2 separate regions of the Macaca mulatta genome follow, and region 1 is linked to region 2. Evidence: chromatin contacts called from public Hi-C data. All regions are on one chromosome and are shown on one strand. The core of a region is the stretch at or near the end of the contact, and the rest is flanking DNA. Distances in the headings are between cores, read along the strand shown.

Region 1 (6,771 bases), core at 3,873-6,372, 110 kb after region 2:
TACCTTCTGTCTCTGAATGTGACTCCTCTGGGTACCTCAGATATGTGAGATCGTAGTGTTTGTCGTTTTATGACTGGCTTTTTCACCCAGCACAATGTCCTCAAGGTTCATCCATGTTGTAGCATGTGTCAGAATGTCCTTTTTTAAGGCTGAATCATACTCTATTCTATATATAGAAACCACATTTTGTTTATCCCTTCATCTGTTGGTGGACATGTGGCTTGCTTCCTTGTTTTAGCTATTGTAAATAATGCCGCTTTGAACATGGGTGTACACATATCTCTTTGAGACTCTGCATTCAGTTCTTTTGGGTATTTACTTGGAAGTGAAATTGCTGGGTTATGTGGTGATTCTATTGTTAATTTTTTGAGGAATCGCCATACTGTTTTCCACAGTAGCTGCACCATTTCACATTCCCACCAACAGTGTGCACACCCTTGTCAACACTTATTTTCTGTTTTTTTGACAGTTGCAATCCTAGTGGGTGTGAGGTAGTCAGGGCCCAGCTCTTAATCCCAACTCCATGGGATTCTGTCCTGAGGCCCAAAGTGCACCCCAATCCCTTCACTTCTGAGGCCTCACCTTGCTCTTGCCAATCCCCTTCCCAGGTCTGTGGCCTACCCCCAAACCACAGTCCTGCACCCAGGGCTCCACTGACAGCCCCTAGGCCTCCATGCTCTCTATCCATGCAGGCCCCTGGGAGGCCATCCACCACTGACCTCCTCCTGCACCACCACCTCCCTGAATCTGCCCAACTCTGCTCACCATTCTCCACCCCAGACCAGACACCTTGCTCCCTGTACCAGTCTGCAACTTGGGTCCACCCAGCAAACATGTGCAGGCGGGAATCAATCACGGCCAATTTGCCTTTACAGCCCCAATGCTCAGCTGGCAAGTGTTTTGTAGATACTGAATGAATGTCTGGCAAATAATGAAGGAATGAGTGAATGAAGTCAGGCCTCATTAAGTCTACAGAGCAGAAGTCAAATTTAAAAACTAAACACAGGCACGTCTCAGAGCCTCAAGACTCAGGGAATCTCAGCATACCACTTACCAGCTGGCTGTTCAACCCTGGGCAGATGGCTCCACCTCTCTGAACCTTCTTCTCATCTGCAAAGCAGAGGTGAGTAATACCTTCCTCCCAGGAGTGTTATGAGGAGTAAAAGAGGGAACTCTGGTAAAGCAGCTTATTTGAGGCTGGCGAGAGGGAGGGGCTCTAAGCCACGACCATGACCACAGCCACCATCAAAACTCCCTCTCACCTCTCTCTGCCTCTGTCCTTCTCTGGCCCATCGTCAGCTCTCCCCATTCCTGCATTCCCCAAGACCCCTGGCTCCCTCCTTCCCTCTCCAAGAGATTCCAGTCCACCTGCCTCTATGCTGCAAGCAACTCTCTCCTGAGCCTGCTCCCCTTCAGAGTTCCCGTGCCTGTCTTCTCCTCTGCAAACTTCCTTACCACCTACTCGCTGCCGGCCATCTGCCTCCTGCCTTCCGCTTCTCCCAGGAAACTGCTCTGCCCACTTTACCAGTGACCCCGATCTCATGTTCCAGAAGCTTTCCTTGGACCTCCTCCTCAGACAGACTGAATGCTCTCCACGCTGCTAACCCTCCTCCTCTTCGCCAAACTCCTTCTTTGGCCTTTGCAAAAACCACTCGGCCCAGGTTCAAATCCACAAATGTGTAGCCAGTGCACGCCAATGTCAAACACAGGACAGGAGTTCCTCCCGCCTCTCCACCATCTCTTCCTTCGATGCCTTCCCTTCCTCCTGCCCTCTAATGTGGGTGGGAGCTAATGTGTGTAAGTCCTCGAAGGATGTGCTTTCTTCTCCAGGAAACCCCAGTACCAAGCAGTGTTTCTTAAACTGTGTCCTGGGCACTCCAGAATCCAAATCACCGGAATCGCCTTGCTGAAGATCTGCAGAGCCAGCACCTCTAGGATGGGCTGGGAATCTGCATTTTGTGCCAGCCTCCCAGGAGATCCTTATTCCTACCAAAGTTTCTGTTCCACTGCCTTCATAGGTTGAAGTGCTTCCCCTGAGGGTCCCCCCATCTCTCTCTCCAGCCTGAATACTCTCCTGAGTAACCTTCCCCATCACGACCTCTGGGGCCATCTTTTTCACATAGATTTTTAGTGGCAATTCAAAGAAAACAGGCAAAAGCCAAATTCACAACTTCTCCTCCAGGATCAGTCGCCTTTTTCCAGCTTTATTCCAGTCCCAAGATCACTCTCTCAGGCTCGAGCCTCAGAGTCCGCCAGGCCGTTCCCACTTACTCTCTCTGCTCTCTCTGCCTTGGTCCAGACCCACTTCCCCTCGTATCTTGGCCTCTGCAATAGCTTTGAACTCTATGACTGTAGTAGATTCCTATGACAAATTATCATACACTAGTGGCTGAAAGTAACACAAATGTATTATCTTTCAGTTCTGGAAGTCAGAAGTCCAAAATCAGTCTAACCATGTTAAAGTCAAGGTGGTGGCAGGACATTAACAGCAGATTGGATAAAGAAAATGTGGGCCGGGTGCGGTGGCTCACGCCTGTAATCCTAGCACTTTGGGAGGCCGAGGCGGGCAGATCACAAGGTCAGGAGATCGAGACCATCCTGGCTAACACGGTGAAACCCCGTCTCTACTAAAAATACACAAAATCAGCCGGGCATGGTGGCGGGGGCCTGTAGTCCCAGCTACTCGGGAGGCTGAGGCAGGAGAGCGGCGTGAACCCCGGAGGTGGAGCTTGCAGTGAGCCGAGATCACGCCACTGCACTCCAGCCTGGGTGACAGAGACTCCGTCTCAAAAAAAAAAAAAAAAAGAAAGAAAATGTGGTACATATACACTACACAGTACTACGAAACCATAAAAAAGAAGGAAAGCAAGCCTGGCGCAGTGGCTCAAGCCTATAATCCCAACGCTTTGGAAGGCCGAGGTGGGTGGATCACCTGAGGTCAGGGGTTTGAGACCAGCCTAACCAACATGGTGAAACCTCGTCTCTACTAAAAATACAAAAATTAGCCAGGCATGGTGGTGGGTGCCTGTAATCCCAGCTACTCAGGAGGCTGAGGCAGGAGAATCGCTTGAACCCGGGAGGTAGAAGTTGCAGTGAATCGAAATTGTGCCACTGCACTCCAGCCTGGGCAACAGAGCAAAAACCCCATCTCAAAAAAAAAAAAAAAAAAAAAAAAAAACAGATGAGGGAGAAGGGAAAGTTCTTTCTTACGGTAGAAAGTTAACTAATAGAGAACAAATGATGGAGTTGAAAATCATCATGAATGCTAAAACTAGGGGGATGAAAGCTTGATGAGAAACAGAATGTGCACTTAGCTTCAAACAATCCCCCAACAAATTACCTGTTAATACCAAAGAAGAAAACAACAACCTCTCAGCAGAGAAGCCTGGCAGACATCAACTTATCAAGTGATTAAAGACAAAATCACCAATACTGGCACAAACCGACATCACCTGCCTTCTGACATGGTGCACCAGGAAGGACACGGAGTCATTATTTGGCGTTCCCAGCAAAAATGCGTAACCCAAATGTAACCGTGAGGAAAGATCAAATGAAGTCAAACTGAGGAGCATTCTGCAAAATAACCGGCCTGCATATATCAATAATGTCAAAGTCAAGAAAAACAAAGAAAGGCTGAGGAACTCTTCCAAATTAAGGGAGACTAAAGACCATGACCATTAAATGCCATGTGTGATTCTGGCAGGATTGTGGACCTGGGAAAAAACAGCCATGAAAGACATTATCCGGGCAATTGATAAAAACTGAGTGTGAATTCTGGAGTATAGTTTTGCACCGATGTTTAATTTTCTGATGTTGATAGCCTTATTGTTCTTAGAAAACACCCACCAAGTATTTAAAGGAAAAAAGTTACAATGTCTCCAAGCTATTATTAAATAGTTCAGAAAAAAAATTACCTATTAGTGTGTGTGATAGAGGAGAGAGAAAGTGTGTGTGTGTGTGTGTGTGTGATTATGATAAAGCAAATTGGATTGTGATGTTTGCACAAGACCATAAGTTTATTAAAAATCATTTATTTGTTTTTTAAAATTTAATAAAAAGTTTTGCACACCCCCTCTGGGGACCCCCATTTCCCTGCCCCATGGCCTAGGTGCCCACCCATTTCTTTAATCTCCTCTCCCAGAACTCACCAACACAAATCTTTGCCCCTCAGGGGGGTCTGCTTCTCACTCTCCTTCCCAAATACGTGCCACATACCTTCTGAATGCTCCCAAACTCCCTTACCCTCACTTCCCCTTGCTACTTAACCTAAGTCTTGCCCAGTCTTCAAGGCCTGGTTCAAACCCTACCTCCACAACACAGCAACAATCCAATCCCTCCTTCCCATCGAGCGACTCTCATCAGACTCATCTCCACACTGATGGGGCACTGACTATGTGCCAGGCATTGCTCTATTCTAATTATTAATCTTTATTCTTGCTGCCTTCAGCCAGCTTTCCCTAGCATTAACCTCTTTCATAACCATGGACAGTTATCAAAACTAAGAAATTAGCTGGGCAAGGTGATGCATGCCTGTAGTTCCAGCTACTCGGGAGGCTGAGTGGGAGGATCGCTTGAGCCCAGGAATTTGAGACCAGCCTGGGGAATATAGTGAGACCCCGTCTCAAAAAAAATCATCTCATCTGAACTACACAGCCCTATGAGGTAAATGCTGCCACTGGTCCCATTTTACAGATGAGTAAGCTGAGCCGCTAGTGAGTTGTCTAAGATCTCTTGATAGGTGATGAAGCCAGGATTCAAACTGGGCCATTCTCGTACTGAAGCCTGGGCTGGTAGCCACTGTGCTCCTCGTCTCTACGGACATCCTTACACATTTGTTCTTTCTCCCTCACCAGGCTGAAAGCTCCTCAGGCCTCTCTCAATGACTCTATGCACCCTGCAGGTGCCCAACAGCTGTCTGTCCGCCACAGGCTGGGTTTCAGAAAGGAGAGGAGGGGGTCATGAGCTCCGTCAAAAAGAGGAGCCAATTCTCCACACCCTCCCCGCCCCCCAGCACAGCCCAGCTCCCTGGCTACTGCCCAAGGCCCGGCCGTCATCTGCTCTGGGTAATAAGTATTTGTATGGCGATAATTACAGCATTTCGGAAGAAAATCCCATTAAGCAAGAGCCCCGCCGAGCTGCTAATGCCGGCACAGAACTGGAGGCGGCAACTCCGCCAAGCACCCGTCTGCTCCCAATAATGCAGGAGCGGCCCAGCCCCAAAAGAGCACGGCCGCCCCTGCTGGCAGCCTCGGGCAGCCTGGGCCACTGACAGCCCGCCCGCCCCGCACAAGAAGGGGCACCGAGGAACATCAGCACCCCCGCTTGTGCCCCAGGGTTCCCATCGGCTGCCTGATGAGGAAGAGGAGGGCCACCCTGGGATCCAGCATGACGCCCAAATTTCCTTCACATCCCTGCAATTCTCTGTCACCTTAATAACAATAATAATACTACCATTTATTGGGCACTCGCTGTCTGCCAGGCCCTGTGCGAAGCGCCTCTGTGAGCATTACCGCATTTAATCCTCATGACCACCCTTTGAAGCAGGCCCTATCATCATCCCCACTTTATGGGCAAGGAAATGGGGTTCTGAGAAGTCGCCCTTTCCTCCAGACCACTTATCCCAGCTTGCAGTTATGTGCTTATTCTTATATTATGTCATTCATCTCTATCTCCCCTGCTGGACTAAAACTGGGGTTTCTGTTTCTGTCCGGCACTATTCACCCGGCACAATGCAGACGTTCAATAGATAGCTATCTGTTGAATGAGGGAATTAAACCCCATCACTTGCCCAAGGCCTTCCCAGCTGCTGAGTGGCAGAGTGGGGTTAAAAACCTAGGCAGTCTGGCTTCACAGCCCTGCCATCAGGACCACCCGCCCTGCATACGGTCCCCACTCTGTCTCCAAATCCCCAGGGAAAGGGCCAGAGATGCCCAGGAAAGGTAAATGAGTGTTCTAAATAGACAGACTGCGCTCTAAGCAGACAGACTGCAAGACAGCCAGCGCTCAAATCCTTACCTCCCGAGCTCTCTTCTGCCCCACCCAAACCCTTGAGCCTCTAGCTTGAGCTTTCCAAATAACAATAATATCCTAACGATTGAATCACAAAGCATTTTCACAACCATAGCATGAGTGAGTGCAAAGGCCCTTCGAGGTAGTAGGTGTCATCAGCCCCAGAGGCCGAGGCAAGGGCGAACACCAGCCATGTGCCAAGTGTGGCACGTTGCCTCACTCACTGCTCACTATCAACCTGCACAGCTGTCGTCATCCCCTTTTACAGATGGGGAAACTGGGTCTCAGAGCAGGGAGAGGCACAGAATGGGGGTCCTAACACCAGTCATTCAGAGCCCAGCAATAAGCCAGTGTGCTGGCAGCCACACCAAAGCCTAAGCAAGCAGGGGACTCTTGCCCTGCCAGGAGGAACCTCCCCTGCACAGCTCAGGTCTCTGCTACAGGAGACCCTGGTGGCCTGCTCAGATCCAACCAGGCCCTGATGGCAGATGTGGCTGCAGTGGCCCCTGACCTCATTTACCAAGGTCACCATACAATTATTATTTGGAATTTCAAACAGGCTCCCCAGAGGATCAGCCTCAGGTGCCCTGGGCAGCCTCCCTTATGTGTGACCACTCAGCCCTGTTAAATGAGACCTCGAGCTCAGGGAGCTGAGTCTAGAGAGGGCCTCCCAGGCCTCTACAGCAGGCATGGAGATAGGGCAGGGTGGGTGAACTGGCAAGGAGGGAAGGGCACATAAGGAGGACGGCAAGGCTGGGCACA
Region 2 (5,887 bases), core at 1,217-3,716:
CTCCATTGGCTCTCACACGGAATCACAACCAAGGGAGAGGCAAGGGCTGCCTGTTTCCTCCAACCCCAGATTATTCCAGAAGACCGTGCTGGCACCAATCCTCTGAGAGCCCAGGTCAGCTCCCTGGCTGCCTGGACTACACGGCTCGCTCGGGTATACCCTGAGGACACTGCCAGGAGTGGCCCTGGAGCTCCTGCACCCTTCTCCCTCCCAGGCCTGTACTCACAAATTTTTGAGGTCTGTAGCTCCCCGAAAAGCCTTCCTGGGGATTGCCTGGATGGCGTTCTCACTCAAGTCCCTGGGAGGATAAAGCCAGAGGGAGAGAAAACAGCGGTCAGAAAAGAGGTTCCTGCAGAGTGCTGTGATGACTCAGGGAAGCAGGGCAGGTGGGCTGGAGGGCACTGAACCGGCCACTGCTGCACCCCAGCACCTAGGACAGCGCCTGGCCCACAGAGGCCACTCAGCAAGCATTTGTTGAATGAATGAATGATGAAACTGGAGAGACACACCATGTCCTGGAGGGAGCTCAGTCCCCAGCCTCCCCTTCTCGGGCTGGGGGCTTGCAGCTGGAAGGAGAAGCCTGGGGCAGCTATGACCAGCCCTGCCAGACCCCACCTGATGTAGTTTGGATATTTGCCCCCACCCAAATCTCATGTTGAATGGTAATCCCCAGTGCTGGAGGTGGGGCCTGGTGGGAGGTGATCCAGTCATGGGGGTTGATCCCTCCTGGTTTGGTGCTGACTTCTCGATGGCGAGTGAGTTCCGGGAGCTCTGGTTGTTGAAGGGTATGGAGCCTCCTCCTCCATTCTCCCTCTCCATTCCCCTACGTGAAGTGCCTGCTTCCGCCTCCGGCTTCCACCAGAAGAAAAAGCTCCCTGAGGCCTCCCCAGAAGTAGATGCCTTTGCTTCCTGCACAGCCTGCGGAACGTGAGCCAAGTCGATCTCTTTTCTTATAAATTACCCAGTCTCAGCACTTCTTTATAGTAATACGAGAACAGCCTAATGCCCACAGAAGTCAGCCCACCGGACCCACAGAGGCCAGTTCAGCCCCCCATAGCATCGTGCAGGGCTGCAAAGGGGCACACAACAGAAGTGCTTCTGGAGGGGGATTGATGACCACTATCTGGCACCAGGCTGGGAGGGACGGCACCCTGGGCCATCTGTGGCGGCTGTGCCTGGGGCTTACGCTCTGTATCTTATGCTAAGCAAGCTGACTCAGTAAGGACAAAATTGGCTCCACGACCCAGCCAGCCAGTGGCCCAGTCAGGTCTTTAACTCCAGGCAGGGCCTGACTCCAAACCCGGTGCTCTTGGGGACTGCAGGCAGCAGGGCACCTCCGAGAGCCTGGGTCACAGGGAGTCAGGAGAACGCAGTGGGGCTGGGATCACTGAGGACTTCACAACTCCCCATGAATGCCCTGATGTGAGGGAGGGGACGCTGTTGGGACTGCAAATCCTCAGCCTCAGTGACTGCCAGGCCGGCTTTGGGGCCCTTCCTCCACTCCCTGGCAGGACCGGGCCTCTGACACCTGTCCACCTGCCTCTCTTCCCTCTCAGCAGCCTCCCTGGCATCCACAGACGTGTGCAAACGCCCCTTTCCAGGTCAGCTTTTCCTACTCACAGCCACACTCCCCCCAGGCCGGCACTGCCCTGAGTACTTCCCAGGAGCATGGCGTGGATACGATCACCATCCCCATTATACAAAGGAGAAAAGCGAGGCTCAGAGAAGCTAAGCAACTTCTTCAAGGTAATCCAGCTGGTGGGTGGTGGCTCCAGAATTTCAACCCAGGCATTCAGGTCCCAGAGCCCCAGCTTGTACAGCAGCCCTGGGGGTAGGAACTGCCATTGCGCCCATTTCGCAGAGGAGGAAACTGAGCTCCAAGATGTGAAATAACTGACCTGGGTTGGACCCAGGCTCCCTGCCCCAGAGCCTTGCCCCGGACACACCCGGGTCCTGAAGGTGAACAACCAGAGGCGGACCGTCCTGATGTAGGCCCCAGTGCCGGGCCATTCCACAGCCCCACCTCCTCCTCCTGGGCCAGGCCTGTGGGTTTTGACAGTGCCCTTCCTTTCAGCCCCCACCACACAGGGTCCGAGAACGCAGTCCACAGCCCCCTACCCCGCCGCACACTGCCCCTTGAACTGTCAAGGCCACCGCTGCCCTGTCTGGGTTTCCCTGTTGAGAAACCTAGCGGTGTGCACAGAGCCCTGAGTCAGAAAGGTAGCGGGCAGCTGAGCTAGAGGGCACTGGACCGGCTGCTGCTGCATCCCAGCACCTAGGACAGTGCCTGGCCCACATCAGCCACTTGGCAAGCATTCGTTGAATGAATGAATGAATGAATGGATGGATGGATGAATGATGGAACTGGAGAGGCACCCTGTCCTGGAGGGAGCTCGGTCCCCAGCTACCTCCCCTTCTCTGGGCTGGGGACTTGCAGCTGGAGGGAGGAGCCTGGGGTTTGAGTCCTGGCCCTCCCCTTCCTGGCTGTGCATCTGCAAGGCACCCTTTCCCTCCCGAGCCCAGTTTCCTCATGTACAAAATGGGAAAAATGAAAGCCTGGCAAAACAATTGCCTGCCAGTCCCCACAAAGTGGGCACCAACATCTGTGCACTCCCTCCCTCAAACCCAGCCCCTCCTGTCCTGTCCCCCTACAGCCTTCAGAAAAGCAGCCAAGTAGCTGTGTCTGAAGGGGCCTTGGCACCATCAGCGCCCCTCGTTCTTGCTCTCTCTCCTGGAAGGGAGATGATTCAAGCCTGCAGCATAGACACAGCTGTCCCTCCTCCCGAGCCATCCCACCTGCCATCCCTGAGGCATCTCCCCTTCCTGCAGGGGAAGCTTCCTCCTCCCGCACTTGCCTGGCCCCATCTTCCCTTCCTGCTCTCCACATGGCATCTTTGGTCTTCGATCTTGGTTACTTGTGCCATATCTCCAGCTCCCCTGTGTAGTCTGTCAGTATTCCTGGAGACATTCCCCAAATTCCACCCATTTAGAAGCTGCTCCCCAGAGGGTCCCCAGTGGCCTGCTCCCTGCTGCCTGTCTTTATGCAGCAACTCCCCCAGCCCCATGTGTCTTGAGAGACACATTTCAGTCTTTGCCTGCCTAATCCTTGTTATCATCTCTTCCTTGCCTAGAGAGCTCCTTGGCTGCCGCATCCTCTTCTTAGTGTCTCTGCTTCATACAAGAAATTGCTACCCTGGTGGTGCCTGCCCTAATGGCTTGATGGTTCTCCTGGTCTGTAGACTTGTGGGCTTGTTCTCTCCATCTTCCTAAGTGGGGTGCTGCCACTGAGCAGAGTGGGCTGGCAGGGAAATTACTGGATTTAGAGCAGGGCTGTGCAGGCCACACAGGAAACAACAGACTGCCCACACTGGAGTTCATGGTCACGCGAGTTCCTCAGTAACCAGGAGCCTGGGCTGACATAGGAGCCCAACATGAAACCAAACCCACCTTGATGGAGTGCCTGCAGGCACCAGTGACAGGCTGGGCTTGCAGATGCAGAGCTAACCACACGTGCGTGGTCTACCCTAGAGCACTCACGCCCAGAAGAGGGCACAGATGGGAAACCAGTGAGTGGACCTTCAATCCTTCACTCCAGAAATGTGTACTGAGAGCTGATGGTCTGCTGGGGACCCCCAAAGACTTGCTTTCATGGGGTGTACATGCCAGCTTTCAACAACGGCTGGAGGAGCAGTACTGCCAAAGAGACGGGAGAGTGCAGAGAAGTGAGTGAGCAAGTCCGCCGGAGGGAGGAGAGGTGATCTCTGACTGGATCTTACAGAGTTGATGCATCCCAGACAGAAATGAAAAATGAGGAAAGGGCATTCCAAGCAGTGGTAACAGCATGTACAGAAGCCCAGAGACGGGAAGGAATGAGGCAGGCTGGGGGAATCTCATGCGGTTTGGTATGACTGTTGTGTGTAAGTGGGAGGTCGTGGTGGTTAAAAGGCATCCACAAATTCTTTGACATTCCTCCCTTCAAAAGACGGAGGCTCATTCTCCTCCTCTTGAATGTGGGCAGGACTCAGTAACTCACTTCTGAAGAACCACATATGATGGAAGTGGTAATCGATAACCTCCGACACTAGATCATAAAAGACACTGTAGCTCCCTTCTTGTTCTCTGGGAAAACCCAGCCAGGTCACAGGACACTCCAGCAGCTCTCTGGGGAGGCCCACATGGAGAGGAACCGAGGCCTCCTGCCAACAGCAGGCACAGGTTTGCCAGCCCTGTGAGCCAGCCATCATGGAAAAGCATTCTCCAGCCCCAGCTAAGCCTTCAGATGACACAACCCCCCAACATTGTGATGCAATCTCATGACAAACCCCAAGCCAGAACCACCCAGCCACCTACAGAGACTGTGAGATGTTTATTGTTTGTTCTTAAAAGTCACGGTATTTTGAAGTCATTGGTTACGCAACAGTCGATGACTCATCCAGTGGTGCTTTGGGGCATGACCCTAAGGAAGGGAGGGGTGTGCTTAGGATCAAAGTTAATGAGCTGAAATCGTGTTAGAGACTTGGCTACATCACTTCTGCTTTTTGGGGGCCTCAGTTTCCTCATTTGTCCAATTCATAGGCTGGACCAGAAGATTGCTAAGCTCTTCACCAGTGCAGACCCACCCACATGCCTGCCAGACACATTGCTATGGTCTGAATGATCGTTTCCTCCCAAAAAAGGCATAGGTTGAAACCTAATCCCCAATATGATGGTATTAGGAGGTGAGGACTTTGGGAGGTGATAGGTCATGCAAGCTCCATCCGTCTAACAGGATTAGTGCCCTTATGAAAGAGACCCCAGAGAGCTGCCTTGCCCCTTCCTCCATGTGAGGACACAGCTAGAAGGCACCATCTATGAAGCAGGAAGCAGCCTTCACCACACACCAAATCTGCCACTACGTTGATCTTGGACTTCCCACCTCTAGAACTGGAGAAATAAATTTCTGTTGTTTATAAGACACTCAGTCTATGGCAGTTTGTTTTTGTTTTTTTTTTTAGAGACAAGGTCTTGCTGTCACCCAGGCCAGACTGCAGTGGCACAATCAGAGCTCACTGTCACCTTGAACTCCTGGGCTCAAGCGATCCTCCCCACCTCAGCCTTCTGAGTAGCTGGGACTACAGATGCGCTGGGACTACAGCTGCTCTACAGGTGGAGACAGGGTCTCACTTTGTCGCTCAGGCTGGTCTCAACCTCCTGGCCTCAAGTGATTCACCCAACCCAGCCTCCCAATACGATATTTGGTTATAGCAGCTGGAACAGACTAAGACACACATCAAGTGAGGTGGTTGCTTCTTTAGGGGATTTGGGGTCCCAGAAAGGAGGTGAGGAGAGTTGCTGGCCATATGCCTACTGAAAGAGGGGGTCTGGGGAGAAGACAGACACAGCCTCCCGCCTTTGCTGACCCACAGAGACTCAGGGAGATGAGAGTACCAGCATTACGAGCCAGATGGGGGCAGGGAGGAGTGGTGGCCTGAGGATGTCCACAGAGTCAGGAAGGCGGGACCTCCAGTGGGACCCTTATCTCAGCCCAGCCGACCACTCACCCTTTGGCCAAGCCTGGGAAGGAATGCTGGGCCGGCACTCACATTCATTCATTATTCCATTTAATCCTCACCACAACCCTGCAAGGAAGGTTTTTTTATTCGTATTGATTTGCTTATCGATTTAGACCCAACCTTGTTCTAGAAAGGCTTTAAAATGGCTTATAGGGATTTTCAAAACAGCAAGAGAGCAAGAGTGAAAAATGAGGCACAGAGAAGAGGAGGAATCAATGGTGGGTACTAAGAATGCATGCACCATGTGACCACACGCCAGGCACGGCCGATCGGGGCTCTGAGCTTTATCACTGAGAGCCAACGTGAAAGGAGAGCCAGTCAGTTCACAGCACCCA

The links. A called contact is a pair of places that touch in the nucleus more often than the background predicts.
Region 1: a contact with region 2 is called in a Hi-C map of fetal cortex germinal zone, with 1.5 times the contacts expected there. The contact joins two enhancer-like sites. A contact is called at or near these places in 2 of 14 Hi-C or Micro-C datasets (cortical neurons and fetal cortex germinal zone).

The regions. Positions count from the first base shown.
Region 1 is chr9:109,209,154-109,215,924 of T2T-MMU8v2.0, forward strand. The region is part of intron 1 of SLIT1 (slit guidance ligand 1); the gene reads right to left. Among named protein-coding and RNA genes, the nearest start is that of SLIT1, 7.7 kb to the right of the region's middle. Within about 2 kb of position 5,123, at least 8 of the 40 cell types and tissues checked have an H3K27ac peak or open chromatin away from gene starts, as enhancers often do. A contact at or near this core is called in fetal cortex germinal zone, where this site is marked.
Region 2 is chr9:109,102,290-109,108,176 of T2T-MMU8v2.0, forward strand. SLIT1 (slit guidance ligand 1) reads right to left here. Exons shown (of 36, transcript XM_077947006.1): 5 at 227-298. Among named protein-coding and RNA genes, the nearest start is that of SLIT1, 110 kb to the right of the region's middle. Within about 2 kb of position 2,467, at least 2 of the 40 cell types and tissues checked have an H3K27ac peak or open chromatin away from gene starts, as enhancers often do. A contact at or near this core is called in fetal cortex germinal zone, where this site is marked.